2 separate regions of the Mus musculus genome follow, and region 1 is linked to region 2. Evidence: chromatin contacts called from public HiChIP or PLAC-seq data. All regions are on one chromosome and are shown on one strand. Each heading gives the region's core, a stretch centred on a gene start, on an enhancer-like site or on the middle of the called end of the contact. The rest is flanking DNA. Distances are from core to core; before and after follow the strand shown.

Region 1 (6,545 bases), core at 2,473-4,972, 410 kb after region 2:
AAGCCAAGTTACCCATAGATAGACCATGTGGTGTGTTCACCCCAGCCCTAGCTGCAGTCCTAGCTGATAACCAGTATCAACCTCAGGCACTTGAATAAGACAGTCCCTAGAGGACGCCAGTTTCACCTGCAGTCAGCCCTCGCTTCCTCCACAGCTGAGGGCACGTGAAGCCAGATGAATGCTATTCAGTAAGTTCTGCCCAAACTGCTGTTTTCGAGTAAAATGAATATTGTTGATATTTTTAGTCACTGGCTTTTGGGGTGTTTTGTTACACAGCAGTGGTTAACTAGAAGCAGCTGTTTTAGATGCTGGGTAGGCATCACACAAGCTGTTTATGCTTATGCGTTTTCAGAAGGCATGATCTGGAAATCAAAATATTTGGATGGAACGTTCCCTACCCATCACCCTCTCCGTTTTCTTCATGGCCTTTATCGCGATTTGCTATTGTAGTCTTCATTTGCTCCTGTATTGATTTATTTGGTGTGTGTTTGTTTTATTTCTTCTTCTCCCATTAGGATAGAAATCCCTTAGTCCCCCAGATCTTGTTTGTCTCACTCACTGCTATATCTCCTTACCCATCCTAGGGTCTGGCATGTCAGGATCACATTGTAAACATTTGTGGGATAATGAACAAGCAGATAAACACCATGAAACTTGGACGTGTCCAATTTCATTACACAGAAACCACCACGTTCACAAAGCATGCGCTCAAGTTTTTCAAAAGAGAAAGAAAAAACAAAACCCATACAATTTAGGTCGGCAAACAAAGGGGATGCTTTTCCCTTTTTGTTTATTCGTTGCATATGTATGTAAACGTGTGGTATGCGTGAGTGTTCGGGTGTCTGAATATGTGTACATGTGGGTAAGTGCACGAGTGTGTACACAGGTGTGTACTTACATTGTGTGGGGCCCTAAGGTTTATGTTTGGTGTCTTCCTCAATCACTTTCCACCTTATATAGTGAGGCAAAGTCTCTCCTCTGACCCAGAGTGTCGTTTCAGTTAGCTAGCTGGCCAACTTGCTGTGGGAACCCTTATCTCTGACTCCTGTGAGCTGACATTACAGGTAGACCATTATACCCACCCAGCGTCAATGTGGGTTCCAAAGATACTAATCCCAGCCCTTACCTTGTGTAGAAAGTACTTTTGCCACTGACCCGTCTCCTCAGACTGTGTGTATTTTTTCTTGTTATGAATTGGACCTAAGCAGTCTATGTCCCTGTGTTAATATGCCCACTTTAGCTGGATTCACACCTTTGCATGTGTCCCCAGTTTTCCTATATCAAAAAGCACAGAAATTTCTCATCATGTCAAAGTCTGGGAAGTTCAGGATCAAGGTACTAGAGGATTAAAGTCCAGAGAAAATCAGCTTCAATGTACATCTCAGAATAGACCAAGTTCTGGGGCCTCTTACAAAGGTTGGGATTCCACTCACCAGGGCTCCATCCGCGTGATCTTCTTGCCTCTGCCTCCTTAAGCAAATCCCGAAGGTTCATGCCACCACAACCTGCAAAATCCATTCTCATAAACTAATCGTTCCTAAACAGTTCATCTTCTAATATAATCATACTTGTGATCGAGTTTAAATAAGTGTATAGTAGCAGAGATTCAAACTATAGTTGCCACTCTTGTAGTCACTTAGCAAACTCTTCTTCTCTATGTATGAATATATATATACATATATATATATATGTGTGTGTGTATATGTGTGTATAAAATATTATGTATACATGTACAGATATCTATGTTATACATAGATACATGTATGTATATTATGCCTCACAGAGATTTGCATATATGTGTGCATGTATGTGCATTCAAGCATGTTCACGTGTGTGTGTGTGTGTGTGTGTGTGTGTATGTGTGCATGCACACGTGTGCTATGACACCCATGCGGAAGCCAGAGGATGACTTTTGGATGTTGATCCTCTCCTTCCACCATGTGTATCCCCAGGATTGAACTCAAATTGTCAGACTTGGTGGCAAGTATCTTTACCTGCTAGGCCATCTTACCTGCCCTTCTACAATCTCATATGGAACACATCCTATATGTAATAAGATAAAAACCATGAGCAGATGGGAAGAGAAAGGGGTCATTTACCTGAGAATCTGATTGAAGCCTCTACCAGCTGAGAATCAACAGTTCTAACAATTAACAACATTTTCTTAAAGCCTTTCTCCTTTCCCAGTTATAGATCTATAACTTTCTAGAAATCTTATTAGAAACCCCTTCTGCAACCCTTGTGGCTCTTGGTTTTATCAGACTGATAGATACCTCACCCAAGGTACCTCCCTATACTCTCACTTTCAAAGAGAGAAAAGGCAAGAAGGACAGGTGTTTCTTAGCAGCCCATTTGACACATCGTCTGAAGGTCATGCAAATGTGCCTAACCCTAAGGCACTTCATTGTGACTCTCCTTTGAGAATCCTGTACCACACTTGGATGTGCCTTATTCTTTCCCTTAACCCTTGTGCTTAAAACATGTGTTTCTGTTTTGTTCTCTTTTAAAATAAGCTGTGCCTCTCTCATTGAGAATCCCACACCCATGCTCCAAGGTTGGCTTTGGTCTTTCATTGGACCCCATCTTCCTATTTTTAATAAGCTCTTATCCAACTTTATAATGGCTCGTTCTGAAATGCTTTTCTGGAAGCCAAAGATCCAGTTTTACCTAAGAAACTGTCCCTAAGAGAATAAAGGAAGCCCACCTGTACTGAAGCGGGCTCCAAGGTGGAGTCGTGCTTCTTCATGAAGCTGCAGAAACACTACCGTGTACTGTACAGCCTAGACTACGGTATGCACAGTCTCTAAGAAAACGGGAAGGACAAAGGCCTCTCTAAAGAGAAAGGTAAAGGACTTGGAACTCTCAGGGGTGTTGAGCCTTGTTGAGCCATGCAGCCAAGGCATTGCAGTCACATAGAGGCCTGTACAGACCCATGGCCCTGTGGGCAGGCCCCACCATTAAAGTCATTCTTCATCCCAGCTTCTTCAACACAGGGTCTCTCTTCTCTCCAACTTTAGTCATCTTTCCCTTGAGCCCCAAAAGAGTACTTAAGGCTAAGAAGGAAGCTCTCATTATCTCGGCCCTGGGTAGACAGCACCATGCCTTTTGAGAGCACATAGCTTTCTCCTCCGTGGTAGAAAATGCTGAGGTTGAAGCAAGGAGTTCACCAATGACAGGCCCCAAGTCAACTTTAACTGGATACCCCTGGCAGGATAAAATGTTTTTGTTGTAATATTGTTACCATAAAAGGTACTGTAGTATTTAAAAACTAGCATCGATCCTTCAGTGAGTGTCAGAAATCCTCATGGGATTTGAAACCCTGACCACAGAGGGCATGGCAGGATGCTATCTATCCTTCCGTTTCCTAGGCCACCCACAGGAAAAGGGCTCGAGGTCCCACCAGTGTCAAAGAGAGATACTAGAATCCCCTAGTGTCACCCGAAGAACTGAAGAAAAACTGTTGGAGCTAAGGAATTGAAATAGGAAGGGAGATCACCCTCTTACTTTTATTAGGCCTTGTTCAGAATCAATATAAGCCCCAGGGCCCAGGATGCTTCACACTGAAAGGGAATACAGCCCTTCCCTCCTAAAAGGAAATCAGGCCCCTTAAGTAAAACAGATGTTAGCACTGAGCTCCCAGCCGGCTCTGGCTTCCACTCGCCCCAGCTCATCCTCAACAGCACAGAGAAACTGTCTCCCAGAAACCCACGAGTTCCGGTCTGGTTGGAGAATTGTGAGCCTTGTCTCTTTCCTTAGCTCACTGAAGTTTTCCTTTCTGTTTACCAGGAAGAGAGCTAGGGGGGCTGGGGGGGGGGGGGTGTGGAGGGAGGAGGGGAGGAGGCAGCCAGACTGTTCGCAGAGGATTTGGAGATACAGTGGAGACTGAATGGAGAAGATTTTCATTTCCTGTGTTATGCGGCGCAAATAATATCAGTATGAAAAACCTGGCAGGGAGATGGGAGATAGCAGTTTTTACATTGATAAGTATTTGTTCATTTCCTAACAACAAAAAGAAATAGAAATCTCTCCAGAAATTAAATAGCCTGGCTTGTTGGAGCAGTTTTTTTGTGGGGCTGCTGCGTGCGGGGCTGGCTCCCTTTCTGGGCCCCCGCGCAGATAATCGAGGTTAGGCTATCACCTGGGATCACGCGGGCTGTGGGGGCCCAGCTCGCAGGGCCCAAGTCTCCTACTTTTTTTTTTTTTTTTTCTGTCACTTATTTTCTCGGCGGGCCCGATTTGCATTTTAATGGAAGTAGTTTATAGACTTCTCTGCAGCCTTTGCCGAGCCACAAGTGGCATCATTAAGTGAGCTAAGCCGGATTAATGCCGATAGTAAAGTCAGATAATACAATAACAGCGGCCTCCATTCCATTTGCATTAGGTGAGGAACGCCGGGCTGCCTGGTGCCTAGCGATAATTTGTAAGCGCGATATGTTGTACTTGAGAGGATAAGATTAAATTTAGTGGGTTTAACTGTCATCCCGGTAAGTCAATTACTTCATCTTTTCAGCCTTTGAATTTCTTTTATAAATAAAATAAATGGAATATTGAGCTGCTCCCGCAGCCATTTCGAGCTCCCATGAAGAATTACACAGGCTGGGCCAAATAAATAAATAAATAAAAAGGCTTCGGATTGAGCTCCATAAACAAAATATAAACTCCATTCAGGTGCCGACGTGGCGGCAGCCCCGAAATATTGTCCGTCTCTCATATCACAAGCATGACGGATTCCATTGTGGCTTCAGTTTTTCCATAATAGGAAATATTTATGTCGCGCCTGGGTCTTTTCTATCCCTATCCTCCCATTGTAGGAGGCAAACACAAGCAGACACAGCCATGGGCTTCCTACCTACCCCTCCTTCCCTCCCCTGCCTTCTCTTGCCCCAGTGCTAAGTATTTAGTGATCTAGAGGATAGGAAGGAAGCCCCATGACCCAGGGACTTGCATCCAATTTCCAGGGTGCCTCAAATAAACGGGTACAACTTCCTTCTGATCTTCTTCTTCCGGACCATGGACTAGGGCCCTGGAGATGGATTTTCTGCTAAAGAGTTGAGCTAGGGAAATCTTGATAGGTTCTCACAGCAGAGATGCTGGGAGTAGGGATGAGGCTATGGGACAACAAAGAGAAAAAGAACTGTCAAAAGGTAGGAGGAAGAAAGGAAGGAAGGGAAAGAGCGGGAAAAGAGAAACGAAAGAAGGATAGGAGGGAAGGAACAGAAAGAAGGCAGGGAGAGAAAGTACGGGGGTCGGGGGCACAGAGACAGGAAGGAAAGGAGAAAGGGACAGAGAAAGGAAGGAAGAAACAGAAAGAGAAGAACCAAGCATTCGAAGCCTGCTGGCAGTTACCAATCAATAAGAGCCATCTTTAAGACATGCAGATCTATTGGCCTCCTAGTACACTAACAGACATGCTCACTAAAAACACAAAACAAGACACAACAAAAATAAGTACATAAATAAGCAAGTAGATGACAAGCTAGAGAGTCATAGGGCAGAATCTGTGTGGGGCCCCTATATACTGGTGACTACAGAAATGTAGCCCAGGTTGGCCTCCAATTTGATATGCAGCCAAGGGTTGACTGTGGATTTCTGATCCTCCTCCCTCTACTTCCCACAATACTGTTAAAGCACTGATGATAATATAGTCTGTATTTAAAGTATTGTCTGTTACACTGTGTGTTATGTGCACACACGCGCATTCGGGTGTGCTCATGCACATGGAGGGCAGAAGGGGGTGTCAGATGTCTTCTATCTCTCTTTAACCTCATGTTGGGAGGCAGGATTTCTCACTGAGCCTGAAGCTCACCGTTGTTTTAGTTTGGTGTTCTGACCCGAGGTCCTGGAGATCCTCCCCGAAACGCCTGCTTTGCAGTCAGGTGTGCCTATGTCTGGCTTTGATGTACCTGCTGGGGCTTTGAACATGATTCCCTCTGCTTTCATAGCCATCTCTCACACAATACACCACTTGGCCAATCAAATGTCTATTACATTTTTAAAACATTTTGATATCTAATGCACCACCTTTGTCAATGCAGATTCCTCCAGAAGCCGTCCACGGAGACCACGATCAGGAAGCCTGGGCCGGTAAATAGCAGTCATAATGAGAAGGGTCTGTGTGTGTGCAAACATGCATGTGTGCTTCTCTGACTTCATTCCAAAGCCAAAGATATAAATGACTTTTAGATTGTCCCTTGTTTTGTATTATCCACGCCTCTGCCCTTCACTAGTGCAGATAATCGAGAGCTCACTGTACTGTGATTAATTATATGGCCAGGGCTGACAGCCAAGAGTCACTGAGAGCAGAGGGTTTCAGGCCCTTTCAAAGGTGGAAGGATTCTGTTTGCCTGTTCAACTGTTTCGTTGTTTCTGGCCTTGATCAAGTGTTCACTCGGTGCCGGGCTTCCTGCCTTTTACCTGTAACCTTCCGTATAACCCTCTGTGCATGGTCTGTCTGGACACTGAGCACTTGTATTGTCTCTGGTCAGAGGGGTGATGATCTTCATCATCTCCCCAAGTTACAGAGACTCACAAACATCCAGTAAAAT
Region 2 (7,020 bases), core at 1,197-3,696:
TTTTAGGAGGTTGGGACAGGTCATTTCAGCTCAGGCAGAGGAACAAAACCAAGGTAAAGCTGGGAGATTTGAATGATTAAAATCAATGAATATAGGGCTCGGGAGATGGTTCACTTAATACAGTGCTTGCTCCCACTAGCAGTTCAGATTCCCCAGCAAGCACACAAAGAAATCCAGGCATCATGTCCCTGCAAAGACTGGAGCTGGGGAGGCAGAGACAGGAAGATGCTGGTCCTTGTTAGCCAGCTATTGTGTCTGGATGGTTGAGCTTCAGCTTCAGTGAGAAACCCTGCCTCCATCCCAATAGGTGGAGGAGAAAGATAAAAGAAGACACCGGCATAGGCCTCTGGTCTCTATAGACACATACACTCATGCACACACATATAAACAAAATAAATGGATATAAAAAACCGAGTCCCTCAAAATAGTCCAAATTCCTCAAAACCCATCCAGCAAGACTTGTAAACAGGTGACTGAGACGCTGAAATTGCTTCAAGACAGATGCCTTTTTAAACAGTGTCCAGGACTCCCTTTTGGGGCTCCTCGTTGCACAGTTCCTCAAGCAGGAGGCACTTCATCTTCAGACATCTGCAGTTGTCAGAGAGGTGGTGTGGAGGCCCAGATGTGGAGTCTTGTGCATTAAAGCTCACAGGCAGATCCTGACCACCGTCTCAGAGGAAACAGTTGGCAGGCAGGTGGGGGGGGGGGGGAGGGGAGGAAGCTACGCTTCTGCAGACGCACCACGACCAGCCTCTGCCCCTGCTCTGCGGGCTAAACACTGACTACAAACTGTAATTTCAGTTCTCTGTTTTTCTTGCTGTGTAGTGCAGGCTGAGCTTGAACTCCCAGAGATCTGACTGCCTCTGTCTTCCGAGTGCCGGGATTAAAAGAGAGTTACTTTACCCCCACACGTGGCTTATTTTCTCAGCTTTTAGGAGTGACTAAGAGCTGGGGAAATGGCTCAGTCAGTAAGGTGCTTGCTGTGCAAGGGTGAGGACCTAAGTTCATTCCTCAGGACCTACCTGAAAAATAAACAAGCAAGCAAACGAGCAGCAAGGAGTGACGCAGCAGGCTCGTGATTCAGAGTTTGAAGAGATAGAGAAAGGTGGATTCCCTGGGGAATGGCCACCAGTGTAGCAAAAATGAGAAGTTCCAAGACAGTGAGAAATCACATCTCAGAAAGGAAGATGGATAGGTTCAGAGAAAGGACATCTGCAGTTGACCTTTAGCCTTCAAGTTTACATGCGCACCCACACACACATATACACACACACAAAACACACACACACACACACACACACACACACACACACACACACACACAGAGTGCGATTAACAGGGTCTTCTTCTCCTGTTTCCTTCAGGGGTAAAATTTCTTTTATCTCATCAAAATATAGCCCTGACATGGGCATGCTTGGTTAAATTTGTAATGTTGCCCGAAATGTCTCTCCACTTACTTGGCAAATTTGATGGGAAGGATGCTGGGACACATGACAGGGAGACACTGACAGCTCTCTGCTAATATGAACGGGACCAGTTTAGCACCTCTTTTCTTTCCCATGGTAGGCAAAGCCTCATGCTTAACTCAGACCCAAGTGGATTGCCCCACACAGCCGGAACCCTGAGGCGCCAGCCTGCCATTAAGAAGCAGAGTGTAGGTATGCAGTTCAGTGGTTGAGCAACGGTTTAGCATGCACTGGGTCCTGGATCAGATCTCCAATCCCCAAACCAAACCAACCAAACAAACCCATGAGTTCTAATGGCATCTTCATATTTCATTTCAGAGACAAAGGATTAGAAATGTTTAAAAACTGTAGCTCAGGGGACCTGGTGAGATAGTTCAGCAGCTAAGAAGACCCAAGTTCAGTTTCCAGCACCAATACTGGATGGCTTGCAACTGCCTGAAACACCAGCTCCAGTTGGCAGCTTCTTTGGGTCTCCGACGGCATCTACACTCACTTACATGCACATCTACATATTATTTAAAAATAAAACCTATTTTAAAAAACTAAGAATTATGGCTCAAGACAGATATGAACCTTTAATGCAGGTCCAGCCAGGAGTTTAGTGGAAGAAATCAAAGAAGAGAATTCACCAAGAATTCAGTTAGAAAGTCACACCATCTTCTTGTCAATTGTGATAATAAAATCAATACTGCTGAAGATAATGAGAATTTCGAGGGTTATTAATCAGTAAAAATATTTTCAATGGGTAAAGTCTTATCCACCTCAGGTACATGTTTTACCACTGGGAAGATGTGTGCATCTACATGAAGGTCAGATGGCAACTTTGGGTACTGATTCTTCAGGAACAGTCTACCGTTTTTGTATATATTTTTTAAGGCAGAGTATCTCACTGGCCTGGAGTTCATCAGGTAGACTAGGCTGGCTGGCTAGAAAGCCTCCCACGTCCCTCCCCCCCCCCCACCCCCAGGGATCCACCTGCCTTCATCTCCCATGTGCTGAGATTTCAAGCGTCTAGGACCATGTCCAGTCTTTATACACAAGTTCTGTGGGTAGAACTCAAGTCTTCATGTTTGCTTGACAAGAACTGTATTGATTATGTCAGCTCCTCAACCCTTTAATCAGTTTTATTAAGTATTTGTTTTACCATCCCCACTAGGGGATGGTAAAATTGTCTGAGGGGCCTTTGAGTTCTATGAACAGTTTTTTGATCAACAGCTGCTTGTAGCAAAAATCTTTCAGAGTTAGTGTAAAATCTCTGTCCTCACTGTTGGCTTAGTTCATCCATAATGACGCTCTGGCCATTAAAAACATCATTTAAATTAATTTCCTGGCCAATAGAATGGGAGTCCCTGGAATTTGAGCTATGTATGTTGCCTGGACCACGTTAGGGCTGAGGCAACTGGACCAGGCATGGCCTAGGGTACAAAGAGGTGGTGATTAATTTAGGGGTCAAGTGTTTAAACATCTGTCGCCTGTAGACTGCTTGCTTCAGTTCAGACACCTCTGCTTTGGAAGAAGGAGCCGGGAGGCCCCCTGCTGCCCTTATTTCCAGCCCAGTTGCCTGGTGCTCTGTCCCTCAGCTTCTCTGAGATACCAGCCCTAGGGAGACTGTGCACTGCAGTTTGTACCACCCTGTGGTGACTTTATGCTATGACATATGCTCCCTCCACTAGCCTTTCTATTATATGAGTGTCATCCCTCTCTACTGCTTGTTCCAAGGGCCATGATTTAGCTTCTTTCCTATCTCTAGACACTTTGGAGGGGCTCAGCCAATCCCGAGGTGGGTTTCCATGTCTTTAAGGACCCGAGAATCACCTGTGCCGGACTTTCACTGTCACCATGGTTTCTGCAAAGCTGATTAGTAAGGAATTAACCAGCACCAGACCAACCCAGAATGGGGGACTTCAGACGTGGCTCAGACGTAAGACCACTGGCTGTGTGAGAGTGAGGACCTGTGTTCCCATCCCCAGCATGTATGTAAAGAGCCGAGTGAGGCTGTGTAGGTGCCTGTAACCTTGGTTTTGTGCTGAATGGAGGTATGAGGATCACTGGGGCCGGCTGCCAGCTTAGCTCCTGGATCTGTGAGATATTCTGGTTCAGGGTCATAGAACAGGATCTGTAGTTGTCCCTTCTGGCCTCTGCATTCATATACCTGCATACACAGGAACTAGACATACATACTCCACATAGATAGAGCACATACACACTAATAAAATAAGCAAACTCCTCAAAACCCAGAGCACGCTCTAGCCTAAGCTCAGGGCAGCACCCCAAGTTCAACACCCACAAGAGGCTGGTGCTGAGAAAGGAAAGTGGATGGCCTCTGATGCCCACAGAAGTGTTTGCTTTTTCTCTCGCTCCACAGATCTCTCAAATGTTCTTTTTCCACACTGTACCCCCACCCCCAATTTTATACATAGCAGATGGTGTTCAAACAAGTCAAGGAGCAGAAGCTGCAAAAGGCTTAAAAGAAAAAAAAAAGACAGTGAAACTCATATATTTCTTCAAACGATAAGATGAACTACAGATGTTTGAGGACTGGAGATGGTGCCGCCTGCGACTGCAGCCCCACTTAAAAGAAGAGTCCCTTATGTTTAACGTTGGACAAGCCCGGTAGCTGTCACGGCATGATTTACGGAGGTTGTTTGTGAGATTTTATGTTACTGGGGACCTGGCAATGAAAACCTCATTCCTTCTGCCCATAGGCATTATCTCCTGGAGTCCATGGTGGACTCGTGGGGGTGAACTTGGCGCTTTACAGCCAGTCTGTGGTCCTCTGGCTTCCTGCGTTCTGACCAATGCTTCCCTTCCACCCTGGATACTAGAACTGACCCCTCTGTGGGGATCTGGGTCCTTGGAAGCGTCCTGTTCCTACCTGATACCTGCAATCAGATTACTCTCAAATTAAGCTTGACAAAGTTGTTAAAGGCGAAACAGTTGTGTGGCAGAATCCAGCTGCATATAGGAAACAGCTGCCTTCAAGGCTTTCTCCCCTTCTTCTTTTTAAGGAAGGAAAGCATCTCCATAGAATGTTTAAAATGTGAACATAAAGGTTATCTTAGAAAGGCCAGCAGAGCCTGTGATCAGAGAGTGCCATGGCTCTAGTAAAAGCTTCTTTTGGGGTGACTTCTTAGTCATAAATATCTATTACCCACTGAAGCCAGGAACCCAAGACCTTCTCCAAATGTAGATTTCATTCCCTGCCTGTGCCTCTATCTATCTTCTACAGTACAGATTCAGGGCAGGAGACTCAGGTCATCTAGCTTGGTGACTAGCAACTTCTGGGCCCCAAGGCTGGTCTTAAGGATTCTGAAAACACTATACCTTTTGGACATCCATGCCTATCCCCAGATACAGCTGTACACTCAGATTTTTAGGCTTCTTAAATCATGTGCACAGAGCCCTTCCTGCAGGTGGCCATGGAATTGGTATGAGTCCAGGCAGAGGCAGCGGGAGGAGCCCCCAGCCTTCTCTGGTCTCTGGAGCTGAAATGTGTGCAGCCTTTGAAGTTACCACAACTCAGGTGCCAGCCTCTCGCAGCAGCCTAAGAGGAGGAAATCTTTGCTTTTTCTAGCAAGGGAGCCAATTCCTAGGGCGCTGGATGTTTCCACTAAGCAAATCCTCAGAAAGCTATTTTCTAGAGGGTGAGGGGTGGGGGAGGGGTGCTGGAGTGCAGCGTGAAGGCAAGTTAGGTAGGAGGCAGCATGCACAGGACACCAAGGACCACAGGAGGAAGCCAGGAAGATAGTAAGGAGCCTTCAAAGTCAATGCTGCTGGCCAGGCTGAGATAGCTCAGCGGATGAAAAGTGCTCAATGCTCAACCCCAAGGACTGGAATTCTATCTTAGAACCTGGAACCGGTGTTTGGCATCCATTATATAAGCCCAGCCTCATAGGGAGGGAAGGTATCAGAAATGTCATGGATATGCAGTGCAGAGGCAGAAATAAAGAGAGACCTGCCTCACTAACATGGCAGAAGGGAAGATGCTACTTCTGAAGAGTCATCCTTTAACCCTCCCCCCCCCCCACACACACAGTGCACATCATGTACCCCTAATCCTCAAAATAAATCAATAAAATAATCTTAAAATTTTCACATCTCTGTGTTCAGAGGCAGGAGGATGGGAGGACTTTCTCAAATCTGATCTGCTTTCATGTTTAACACAGCCTTAACCCTTGGCTCTTCATCTTGACCCTGGGTTTCTGGTGAGAAGGAGCCACAAATCTAAGCCAGGATGATCTCATGGAGTCTTTGTCCTCCCTTCCTCTGTATTCACACAAAAGCCCACTGGGAAGCTCCTACAGCCACGTGATTCCTGCTCAAAGGTTTAGAGTTAAATGGTAAGCACACATTGTATTTTTATTTTATTTATTTATTTATTTATTTATTTATTTATTTATTTATTTATTTGGTTTTTCGAGACAGGGTTTCTCTGTATAGCCCTGGCTGTCCTGGAACTCACTTTGTAGACCAGGCTAGCCTCGAACTCAGAAATCTGCCTGCCTCTGCCTCCCGAGAGCTGGGATTAAAGGCGTGCGCCACCACGCTCAGATGTATTTTTATTTTTATGGTTTCAATTTCTCATGTACCTATTCTTTTTTGAGACAGGGTCTCAGGTAGCCCTGGTAGACTTCGAACTCCCTATGTAGCTGAACTCCAGAGGCTCCTGACTTCACTTCTGAAGTGTCAGGATGTGATGTGTGTGCAGCCACGCTCAGCTTGTGCAGAGCCATGGGTGGAACAGATGGCTTTGTGGATGCTCGGTAAGTACTTTACCATTGAAGCTGCATCTCCAGCTCTCGCCTTATACTGCTTTCCTTGGTATGGGAATTTTCCACTGTCTAAGTGAAAGTGATGGCTGGAGTGGGGAGGGAGGGTAGAGGCCAAACTGCTCTTGTGTCTGTAATTGACCAATAAGGCTATTGCCTCTCTGCTTCCCTCCTTCTTTGCAGGCTTCACTCTCCTCTCAGCCCATTTTCTCATCTTCAAAGACCAGGGGACTTTTTAAGATGATAGAAATGATTAAATGTCACTGGAGACAGTGTACTGGTTCTGTGCCTGCCACCCAGCAGATACTTAATAAACAGTGAGCATCCTGCCACCTGTGGGGAAACCCAGGTGAAAGAAAAGCCAGACTAAGGCTGGTGGGGGACACATGACTAGATTGCAGTACTGCATCATAGCAACCACAACCCGTGGTTCATGCCTATGGGGAATCTCAGTTAGATCTCAGGATCTAGATCAGTGGTTCTCAACCTTCCAATTTCTGGGATTCTTTATTAAAGTTCTTCATATTCTGGTGACCCCCAGCCATAAAAATACTTCTGTTGCTACCTCATAACTGTAATTTTGTTTCTTTTAAAAATAGTAATGTAGATATGTAATGTGCAGGACATCTGATATTCGACCCCCGTGAAAGGATTGTTCAATCCCCAATGAGGTTGAGACCCACAGGTTGAGAACTGCTGATCTAGAACCACCCTTGAGTCAAGCCTCTGGTACACCAGTGAGATATTATCTAGATTAGGTAAACCTCAAGGCTTGCCTATTAAGG

The links. HiChIP or PLAC-seq counts read pairs in DNA pulled down with a chosen protein or histone mark.
Region 1: an H3K27ac HiChIP or PLAC-seq map of stem cell-derived neural progenitor cells shows a contact between it and region 2, with 6 times the contacts expected there. The contact joins the enhancer-like site here to the promoter of 2610027F03Rik in region 2. A contact is called at or near these places in 2 of 39 promoter capture datasets (the SN4741 cell line and embryonic stem cells), 2 of 15 datasets of contacts at CTCF or cohesin (both in the NIH/3T3 cell line), 10 of 115 datasets of contacts at active chromatin or transcription factors (craniofacial prominence, embryonic fibroblasts, embryonic midbrain and 3 more) and 1 of 9 other capture datasets (embryonic stem cells).

Annotation. Positions count from the first base shown.
Region 1 is chr1:121,093,004-121,099,548 of GRCm38.p6, forward strand. Celrr (cerebellum expressed regulatory RNA) reads left to right here. Exons shown (of 3, transcript NR_110450.1): 2 at 6,036-6,084. Among named protein-coding and RNA genes, the nearest start is that of Celrr, 8.9 kb to the left of the region's middle. Within about 2 kb of position 3,723, at least 52 of the 459 cell types and tissues checked have an H3K27ac peak or open chromatin away from gene starts, as enhancers often do. A contact at or near this core is called in craniofacial prominence and stem cell-derived neural progenitor cells, where this site is marked.
Region 2 is chr1:120,682,969-120,689,988 of GRCm38.p6, forward strand. 2610027F03Rik (a long non-coding RNA gene) reads left to right here and starts at 2,447. Exons shown (of 3, transcript XR_001779385.1): 1 at 2,447-5,806; 2 at 6,075-6,229.